Regions from separate parts of the Mus musculus genome. Here regions 2 and 3 are each linked to region 1. A link is a contact called in public Micro-C and promoter capture Hi-C data. All regions are on one chromosome and are shown on one strand. The core of a region is the stretch at or near the end of the contact, and the rest is flanking DNA. Distances in the headings are between cores, read along the strand shown.

Region 1 (3,253 bases), core at 351-2,850:
GGGAAACTCAAGTCTTGCATAGGGACAGATTGTCAAGTGACTATCAGGTGGACAAAGCGGGCTGCCCTGGAGACCCTGGAGCAGGCAGTGGTAAGAGCAGCTCATTGTCTCTCCCAGGCACTTCTCAGCATCTCAGCACCAGGCCCAGCCCTTTAACCGATATGGCCTGGGCCTCTCATGTTCCTGGTCCGACCAGGCCTTCCCCCAAGACTGCCTTCCGAGCTGCCAAAATTCACTCTCTACATCCAAGAGGGGTCAGTGTTTTGAAAGTTGTAGGAGCCTGCTGAGAGGAGGAGGGGCCCCACAGCGGCATTGTTTCCAAACATACCCCTCTCTTCTTTCTTTTTCCCCATGCTCAGAGCCAGGCCTAGTACAGCTGGCCAGCAAGGCAGGAGAGCTGGGCCCAGCCTTCAGGGCAAGGCAGGACAGGGCAGGGCAGGCAGGGCAGCCTGCTGCCTTGGGTACTTCGAAGTTGAGGGTGCGGAGCAAGACTAAAGAAGACACGGATAAAGTTGGAAACAGCACACAGGCCTGTCAGAGCCATAGGGACCCTAGACAGCCCTGATCTGGGTACAGCCTGTCTCTGAAGAGAGAAATCTCCAAGGGGACCAGGTGGGAGCACAACATAACTACAGAGCCTGAGGGGAGAAAAATAATGTAGGGGCTAGGGTCTTCTGTGTCTGGGACACAGGGAGGGTGAGGTGAACAAAAGATAAGGAGAGTCCCACTTTAGCGGCTTCGGACTTGGTAAAGCAGAGAAGAGCAAGAAGCTGAATGACGGATCAGAGCAGTGGGGCTCTGCGATCAGGATGAAAGTAAGGAGAGCAGGCAGAAGAGGTTAGACGCCAGGGCAACAGGGGTCAAGGCTGGGAGATCAGGGGTTAGGTCAGGCTGGGAGACCGAAAAGGGGGCACAGGCCCAAGAGGGGAACTGAGTGAGGGTCTGCCCCGGGGCAATAGGATAGAGAGGTGGAGCCAGCGCGGGGTGGCGGTCCCCAAGGAGTCTGGCTCATGCGGGGTCAGAGCCGGGGCACGTCAAGGGGTGCGGGGGCTCCAACTTACATGAAGACGTGGTAGACGAAGGCCCACCCGCGGGGCCGCTCCAGCACGTTGTAGACCCAGTTCTGCAGGCGGCGGTAGCGCTTCTGCGCGGCGGAGGAGCGCTGGCCGCCGCAGGCGGAGCCCGAGCCGGAGCCCGGCCCAGGGAGGGGCGCGCCCGGCGGCAGGGGGCTGCCCAGAAGGCCGAGGCGACGCGGAGAGCCGCCCCCGCCCGCCTCGCCCTGTTCACTCTGCACGGCCGTGAGCGCCACCAACTCCGCGCGGGGGGCGTCCCCGGGCGGGGGGCCCAGGCCGAGGCGGCGCGGGGGGGCCTCGGCCATGGGCGGCGCCGGACGGGGGACCGGGGCGTTGCGGGGCGGGGGCGCGCTCGGGCGGCTCAGAGTCGCATGGCTCGAACCCCGGGCCGGCGAGGCGACCCTGGGCGCGCACGCAGGCGGCGGGGGCTAGGGACCAGGCCGGGTCCGTGCGGGGTCCGGAGGCGGTCGCTCGGAGCCTCGGGGCCGCGGGAGCCCGTACTGACCGCCCGCTTCCCCGGCGACTGGGGCGGCTCTTTCCGACTCCAACTCTCTTATTACGCGCTCCATGCCGCTCGCCTTTCCACCTGCCGCCGGCGCGCCGCTCACATGTCACCCTCCCCCGCCCCGCCCCGCCCCTCCCCCGCCCGCCCCGCGGCCGCCTTCCCAAATCGGGGAGGGAGCGAGAGAGAAGAGCACCGGGAGGGGGACCCGGGTCGGACGCGGCGGAGCAGGGCGCGCGGTCCGCCCAGTCGGTGTGTCCCGGCCCCGAGCGCGTGGCGCGGGCAGCGCGCCGGGCCCCGAGGCCGGGCGTGTACGAGTGGTGTGGCCCTGGTGGCCCGCTCTGGGGAGGGAGGTTGGGACGCCTGGTGAGTGGTTGTGGAAAGTGGAGCGTGGAGTGTGGAGTTGTGGCCGCGGTAGCTCGAGGGACACTTACATTGTAGAGTGGAGGTGTTTGTGTCCAGAGAAGTGCCTACTTGTGAGAGTTGGCTAGCCAGCCGTGGGTCTGCGTGGGTTCAGAGTGAGTGGGTGGATGGATGGATGGATGGGTGGGTGGGTGGGTGGGTGGATAGATAGATGGATGAGAGTACAGAAGAGTGTGCAGAACCGGGCAGTACAGCGCGATGGGTAATGTAAGCGAGGAGGTGTGCCCGTCGGGTCGTGCCCTCGGTTTCTAGTGCAGGGTGTTTAAAATGCGCTGAGGGCCGAGTGAAGTTGGGACAGCAGCTTCCGTTCCTCCTGCTGTTGTTACTTGAAGGGCCCGGTGCCCTACAGCTATCGAGAGATGTGTGGGGTGGTGTAGCTCACAGTTGTGCCCAGATGCGTCTCTCCTCCCGTCTTGTTGATGAAGGAGGAGACCCCAGTTGATCACCCTGAGCAGAGGGGACGCTCCCTCCCTGATTACGTACCTGCCCTCATCTCCCCACTCCATCTCCGCTCCGTGGGATTCACACCCGCCACCCCCTTCTCCCACTCTAGCCCAGAAAAGCTTGTTTAGGGCAGATAGAAGTATAGAAATAAACGTACTAGGGGCCAGTATTAGGGGAACGGACAGAGCACTCCCAAAGGCCTATAGCACCCCACCAGGACTTTCTCTAGGAGCACCCCTCTCCAGCAAAAAGTTCTCGGTGCCTGACCTCCGTCTCCGCTGTGAGCTGTCTGGCCCCTTTTCCCTCGCCCTCCTGACCGTGTACTAGGTGATGATTCGGGTTTGCTGGCCCTCCTTCCTTCTTCCCCAGCCTAAAGCGATGGCCAAACCAGACGCTCCCGCTCCCTCCGCAGGCCCTGCCCCAGGGTGAAGCGCTTCCGCAGCAAACTCTTCTTCACTCCTCGGGGAGGATCTCGGGGGACACAGCTAGCTGGAAGGGGGGGGCGGGCTGCAAGCTCGATTCTCAGCTGTCAGCAAAGGCAGCATTGATCTGCTGAGCGCCAGAGCGGGAGGGCTGGAGGGAGGGCTATGGACCGTGAGGGTGGGTAGGATTCGAAGTTCCCAAGCTACCTTTGGCAGCCTGTACCCCAACCCCTAGCGACCCTTACCCTCCTGCCCAGCTGGGATGCATTCTGGGGTCTGACCTGAATCTCTCCCACTGCTGCTGGTGCTGGGAGTGCGCAGTGCTCCTGCATAGGTCATGCCCTGACCTACTGAGAACTGAAGGTTTCTAGACTTGGGGGCGGGGGGGG
Region 2 (3,253 bases), core at 562-3,061, 460 kb before region 1:
AGGGCCAGGAAAAAAAAAGGTGGGTAGGTGGGAGTCCTGAGCTAGCTAACAAGTGTTAGGGAAGGCTTCTTGGAGGAGGCACTGGGACCCTGTGCCCTGAGGAGAGTGACTACATCTCTGGGAAGGAGTGGAAGGAAGGTGGACACAGCAGACAAGAAGCAGAGCAAGCCCAAGAGCAGGGCACACTTGAGAGAAAGTTGTATTCTGGTGGGAACTGAGATGTAGGGGACTGGAAAATGGAGGGGATGAGACTCAGGTCTACTTCTGTGTCTTGTGTTCCTGCCCCATAATGGTCAAGGAGAGCCAAAGAAGATGCCAGTGTACAGGAATCCCAAGAGCCGGGGGCTCCCAGATCAGGACTCCCAAGTGCATCTAGATCTGGCCATGGCTGCTGCCCCTCTCCTCAGATCTTGCTGCCAATCAACACCCCAAACAGCCTCATCTCTGGTCACAGACATGTCTTCCTCACAGTGACTACCTCTCCCACAAGAGGTCCCCTCATGCCTTTTCACCCCCAAGTGCATAGGCTAGCCCCATTTCCCAACAAGATGGACAGAGGAGGAGCTGGATCTAGAAGCTACAATCCAGTAAAGCCCCCATCCAAGTCTTCTCCCAAGATGGCTCTCCCCTTTCCACTGCCTGCCACTGAGGTCTCTCTAGGGGTGCCCCACTCCTTAAGTGCATCTGAGCCCAGAAAGCCAGGGAAGTGAGAGATAAGTTGCCCGAGTGGGTAGAAATAGACCCCCCCCCCAGACCTCAACACCATTCCCACAAGTCCCAGCAGGGAGCCTAAAGCACCTCCCCCACCCCATGCTGTACCAGGGAAGGGGCTGACAACTGCCCCATGAAGAACTCATCTCCGGTGGTCTGCCATGCTTTTCACCCCGACTAGGCTCCAGGATGAACTCTCAACACTATAGAAAGAATTGCATGGGGTTGGGGGGGGGGGAGGCTTGATCTGTTAGCACTCTTCACCATGGGGCCAGTGTCAGGAAGGCCAGGGAAGATTTGAGAGGGAAAGCAGACAGGAGCCCCGGGTCATGACTCCAGCTCTTTAAAGCAAGTACCCTGGTGGAGAGGGTAAAACAAGTCACACAAAACAAAGGGGGCTCCCTACTGTCCGTGGTCTGGAAATGAGTTATGCTATTATACGCTCAATGACAGGCCAGGGATAATCCTCTGGGATGCCTCAAAAAGGTATCCCCTGTCACCCTACCAGACCTCCAATCCCGCGCATCCTTCCTAGGGGACATGAATGAATACAGCTGCTGCCAGCATGCCCCCGCCTGTCAACTGACCTGCCCCACGCCCTGGGCGCGCACTCCATGACCCCTAGGGGTGTTCCAGAGCCCCCCTCCCTGTAGCCTGCCCGGAGCCCGGATGCCCCACCTTCCAGCCGGCCGAGCTGTTGCTGTCGCCTTTATCCTTGAAGTAGGGCACGTAGCGGACCATCCAGTCGTAGATCTGCGAGAGCGTGAGTCTCTTGTCCGGGGCGCTCTCGATGGCTTTGGTGATGAGGTCGGCGTAGGAAAGGTTCCCCCACGCGTTCCGTCGGGAGCTCTTCGCTTTCCGCAAGGGTCCGACCTCTGCGCCCAGCGGAGGCGCTGGGGCCATCGCTGGGGCCGTCGCCCTGCGTTCCGGCCCGCAGTCCTCGGAACCCTCGGCTACTCCTGCACCCAGCGCCCCGTCCTCGTCGCCGGCCAAGTCCGGCTGCGGCAGAGGCCAGGTACACGAGCGCGGCCGGCTCTGCGGCGCGAAGTCCGGGTCCACGTCCACCTGATGCGCTCGCAGCTTCGCAGCCATGGTCCCGCCCGGCTCGGGCGAGGCAGGGAGGGAGGCTCCGCGGAGGGTGGGCGCGCGGCTCTGGGATCTGCGCGCCCCGGGGAGGCCCGCGGGAGGGGTCCCTGGCGGCGCCGGCTCAACCGCGGGGCGCCATGGGCCGGGGAGCGGAGGCAGGAGGCTGGACAAACTGGCGAGCACGGAGGGAGGCAAAGACCCAGGCAGTGAGGGGGCGGCGGCCCGGGAGCCCAGCGGGCACACACCTCGCCCAGCCCAGCTTCTAGCACCTGCCGCCTGTCTGTGCCCGCAGCCACCACCGCCACCGCCGCTGCCGCCGCTCCGCGGGCGCCGGTCCCGCGCGCGGGCCCCGCTCTCCCGGGACGAGGCTGGCTTGCACCATGCCGGAGCCCGAGCCCGTGCCAGAGCCCGCGCCGCCGCCGCCCCGTGAATGCCGCCGCCGCTCCGGCTCCAGCGCCAGCTCCCGCGCCTGCCGCGCTCAGCGCCGGCTGCACCTCGGGATGGGCGGGGGACGGGGACGGGGCGGACCCGGAGCAAAAGGAGGCGGGGCGTGCTCGCCCAGGGCCGCGGAATCCTTGCTTACTGGGTGCCCCGCCTGCTGACTGTGGGGGGCGTGGAGCTCCCGCTAAGGGCGACCCCGCCGAAGCCCCGCACGCCACAGCGCCCCCTAGGGAGCAGGCGAGAAACGTCTGGCGCGGCCCCGCCCCCTGCCGGGCTCGGGGAGGGCAACGTAGGGGCGGATCCCGAGTGCTTCCATTGGTGCACAGCGGGGCTGCCCCGCCCACAACCTTCAAAGGATTCCTCCCAGGAGCGCGTCAGCAGGTTATTGTTACAACCCGGGGTTTCCCGGGGCAACAGAAATGGGGCGGGGCTCGGAACACTGGTCCCTCCCCGCTTCTACCATCCCCAGAAATGCCCCGCCCTCCTCTTCTGGACCCTTGACGTTTCCAAGTCTTCCTTCCAACAGCCAGACTAAGGGTTGATCTAACTCTCGTCTCTTTGTGCCATGGACCAGTCTAGGGAAAAGAAATGGTTTGATAATTCCTGGATTGTAGGCCAGGCGTTATACCACAACCCTACCTGTTCTCTGTGCAAATGGGGCTTCCTGGGCTTTTACTGTGCTTGCAAGCACAATTTTAGAGCATTGGTTCTCAAAGTTCAGTGTGTGGTAGGTTTTATCCTACAGAGGATTAAAACAGATGCCTGAACCCCGACCGTCGAGTGTCTGGCGGCAGGTCTGTGCTGGGGCCGAGACTTCACATTTCTAGCAAGCTGACAGGCACTAGGGACCTCACTTTAGGTACCACTGTCTTCCAGGCTGTGGAAGGTTCCCAAAGGGGCTGTTGAAACAAGTGCTCACCCCCAAAGTTAAGAACGGTTGGGGAGGAACTCACTCGTTTAATGGGTATATATTGAACATTTTCATTGTTCCTGTCTTCTTTCAGGGCTCTATGGT
Region 3 (3,253 bases), core at 212-2,711, 290 kb after region 1:
CTGTCCAGGCCTCCTCCTTGGCCAGGTCACTTGATTTGCTTGTGGTCAAGTTTCCATACTGGAGGCCAGTTGGATACCAAGAGCAAATGATACTGAGGGTCACAGCGCACTGCTGTCACATTAAGCAGCTGCCACCATCAGCTCCTTCAATCTTCAAGCAAATTCTTTAAGATAGGGACCATGTTGTTCCCAGTTACAGAGGAGGAAACTAAGACTTCATTTATGTCATGGAGGTGTCTGTGGTCATAACTGTGGTTAGTGGCTGCATGAGATCCACTGCCCTTAGCCAGTGAGTGGAAGAGAAGGAGAGGAGAAAGGGGCTCTGGACCGAGGTGACCAGACAGGTGGGTTTGGGGTGTTACTGAATAAAGTGGTGGCTGTTTCCATGAACTTGGGAGGTCAGTTGAAAGGGGGTGAGGGAGAAGTCTCTCCCAGTCCAGGAGACAGCAGCATGCAGGTGCCGCTGAGGAGAAAGACAATCGTGTCACTTGGCTGACAGTGGACCTCACACATGCAGGTGGTTCCACACGGTTAGATAGCCCAGGTCCATTTTAGTTTGTGTGACTATGCATTGTGGTGTTTGATAGTCTAAGGGACACTTTTCATAGAACATGTACTCCTCCTTAATATGTAATTGTAGGGATCTGGAGAGATGGCTCCCTGCTGAAGAGCTCGTGCTCTTCTTGCAAAAACCCAGGTTGTTGCCAGCACCCACGTAGGAGCTTACACCTTTCTACAACTCCAGTTCCAAGGATGTCTGGTCCCCCATGGGACAGGGTCATACCTGAGGGCAAAACACTCATTCGCATAGATAAAAACTTGTCTTCAAAGGATATAACTGTACAAGGTCACATGGGGTGGATGCCTGGTGGATGCTTGGGAGAGAAGACGTGAAGGACTGGCATTGCCAAGGGCAGATCCAAATGCTAACAGGATGCCTCAAGGATGGAAGATGTTCGGATCGCACTGGTCGATGGAAGCAGGGAGGCGAGAGGAAAGGGAAATTTAGAGGCCACAGACAACTCTAATGGAATTGATGGTGGAGGGGGAGAGAAGAGGCAGATGGGGAATTCCCGAGGTGGCAGATTCAAGAAAGATGTTGGTGTGTTTTAATATGGCAGGGACCTGATTGTTTGTGGAGAGGACTGAGCCAATTTAGAAAAGATGGAGTTGGTGGAGTCCTGGCCAGGTCTCCAGAACCTGAGATGGTTGAGGCTCTGGAGGATAAAGGACCCAGACAAGCTTGCCCGGGGAAAGGATGGGGCTGAGGGCCAGGAGGAAGGCTTTGATCTTGGAGGCAAGGAGGAAAGGGACTTCGAATGGACTTCTGCTCTTCACACAGAAAGTAGTCCCGTACCCCGAGATGCCCCCGGGACTTCCCAGCTGGGGCGTCTGGTCAAACTCAGAATGCAGACCCAGGGTGGGCACAGAAGATCCGCCCCTGACCGGGCGGAGCTGGACAGTTCCTCCCCACAGTGCTCTCAGGTGACAGGCCTGCAGGTCCCCGCCCCGGCCCGTCTAGCTGCGTTTTCGGGAGATCCAGTCCGAGGCTCCGAAAGCAGCCCCCGCCATCGGTGCTTGGACCCCCGCTCCAGAACCCGCTGTTCGCCATGACCGCCGTGCCCGCGCCCCGCAGCCTGTTCGTTCTCCTCCAGGTGCTGTGGCTCGCCCTGGCTCAGATCGTAAGTCCTGTCACTTCTCTGTCTCCGCCGTCCCTGGTGCAGAGCCTGGGTTTAGGATCCTGGAGTCTTTAGGACCTGTTCTAGTCTGTCCCTAGCCTGAGGGGCAGCTGAGGACAGAGCCGCTGGGGTGATGCATACCCGGCAAACCGCTCGCGGTGAAGGGAGATTGACTAGTCCGGGAACCAGAGGGACCTTGCCTCGGGATGCTTGGCCTTGCCTGGGACAGGCAGCGTCGAGCAGGAGATGGCGCGGGGGCCTGGCAGTGGAGAGAGCCCAGGTGGTGCGGAGACAATGGTGGCTATTCAGTCGACAGCGGAGCCTCCGCCCCCGGAGTCTCCTAAGGGACCCAGGCTCCAGCCAGACTTCCCTGTCGCCCCAATATGTCCGTTTCCTGACTGTGGGCTTCTGCCTCACTTCGCAGGGACAGCTGGGCCCTAGGAAAGAGATGCCCGGTTTAGGACCAAATGGGGATGCTGGGCCCGCTCACCAAGCAGTGCTAGTGTAGGGGTACAGTTCGCCTGTGAGGCGCCAGCCTGGCACATCTTAACCTGGGGAGGGCACCTGGCGCCAGCATCTGGCACGCGTGGACTTCCTGAGTCGGGGCTGGTTCGCTACCTTAGGGAGGATTGGGTGGGAAGAGTCCCAGCTTTCCTTCTTCTCTGAGGTCTCTTTACCTGCACCAGGGACGAGGGAGAGGTGCCAGTTCACCGCTATACCTGTTGTTGGTTAGAAAACAGCAATAGTTCGAACGGCCATCGTTGGCTAGGTGCCATCTTGCACATCATCTGTGATTTGAGCAAATGATGTCTTCATCTATTTCCTATCGTGACAGTGCAAAGACCGTGTGACCCAGGGGAAGAAGCCAGCCAACCTAGGGTGTAATCACGGTTTCAGCATTCACTTGCAGTGATCACGAGCCTTGAGTCTTTTTGTGTTTCCTCACCCTCTGCTTGTCACCCCTAATAGTACCCCCCCCCGAGTTCTGAGTAGTTCATAAAGTAACAGAGCATAATGGCACACAGTGCCTGACACACAGTAGCTGCTCAACAAACTCCCCATGAAGCACCATCTCCTTGGGGAGATGCTGCCCTAGTCACCTTTGCTCTCGGGGTCTCCAGCAGCCCCTGGGAGCCCAGTTCTGCGTACTGTCTGAGGGCTGCACTCTTGTGTATTTTCAGAGAGGTCCACCAGGGGAGCCGGGTCCTCCAGGGCCACCAGGGCCACCAGGAGTGCCTGGTTCAGATGGCATCGACGTGAGTATCTAACTTCAGACTTGAGAGGAAGCAGGGCTATCCACAAAGGAGAACTTTATGAGCGCAGGGGTGGGGATGCCTGGAAGTTTAGCGCCCCCTGTTGCCAGCAGGCGGTGCCTGCAGAGACCACAAGGAGTCTGTTTGTTCAGAGAAAACCCCAAACCAGCCTTGAAATGTGGGAGTCTGTCAAAACCACCCAGCAACAAGGGCCTGCTGTTCTGCTGTTGGCCTCGGCTCACAGCGTGTCCTTATCCCCCTCCCTCTCTTCCTCCTCTTCGTGCTGTCCCCTGACACACTACATGCCTCTTTAAGGTAGCT

The links. Promoter capture Hi-C pulls out the DNA fragments that hold promoters and counts their contacts. A called contact is a pair of places that touch in the nucleus more often than the background predicts.
Region 2: a contact with region 1 is called in a Micro-C map of embryonic stem cells, with 2.4 times the contacts expected there. The contact joins the promoter of Foxo6 here to the promoter of Kcnq4 in region 1. A contact is called at or near these places in 7 of 39 promoter capture datasets (the 3T3-L1 cell line, embryonic stem cells, liver and 1 more), 4 of 484 Hi-C or Micro-C datasets (all in embryonic stem cells) and 2 of 115 datasets of contacts at active chromatin or transcription factors (both in embryonic stem cells).
Region 3: a promoter capture Hi-C map of liver shows a contact between it and region 1, with 2.4 times the contacts expected there. The contact joins the promoter of Col9a2 here to the promoter of Kcnq4 in region 1. A contact is called at or near these places in 6 of 39 promoter capture datasets (the HPC-7 cell line, HPC-7-derived erythroid cells, liver and 2 more) and 1 of 9 other capture datasets (liver).

The regions. Positions count from the first base shown.
Region 1 is chr4:120,745,799-120,749,051 of GRCm38.p6, forward strand. It overlaps Kcnq4 (potassium voltage-gated channel, subfamily Q, member 4), which reads right to left and starts at 1,601. Exons shown (of 14, transcript NM_001081142.3): 1 at 1,062-1,601. The coding sequence starts at 1,378.
Region 2 is chr4:120,285,450-120,288,702 of GRCm38.p6, forward strand. It overlaps Foxo6 (forkhead box O6), which reads right to left and starts at 1,812. Exons shown (of 2, transcript NM_194060.1): 1 at 1,390-1,812. The coding sequence starts at 1,803.
Region 3 is chr4:121,038,105-121,041,357 of GRCm38.p6, forward strand. Col9a2 (collagen, type IX, alpha 2) reads left to right here and starts at 1,462. Exons shown (of 32, transcript NM_007741.2): 1 at 1,462-1,682; 2 at 2,861-2,935. The coding sequence starts at 1,611.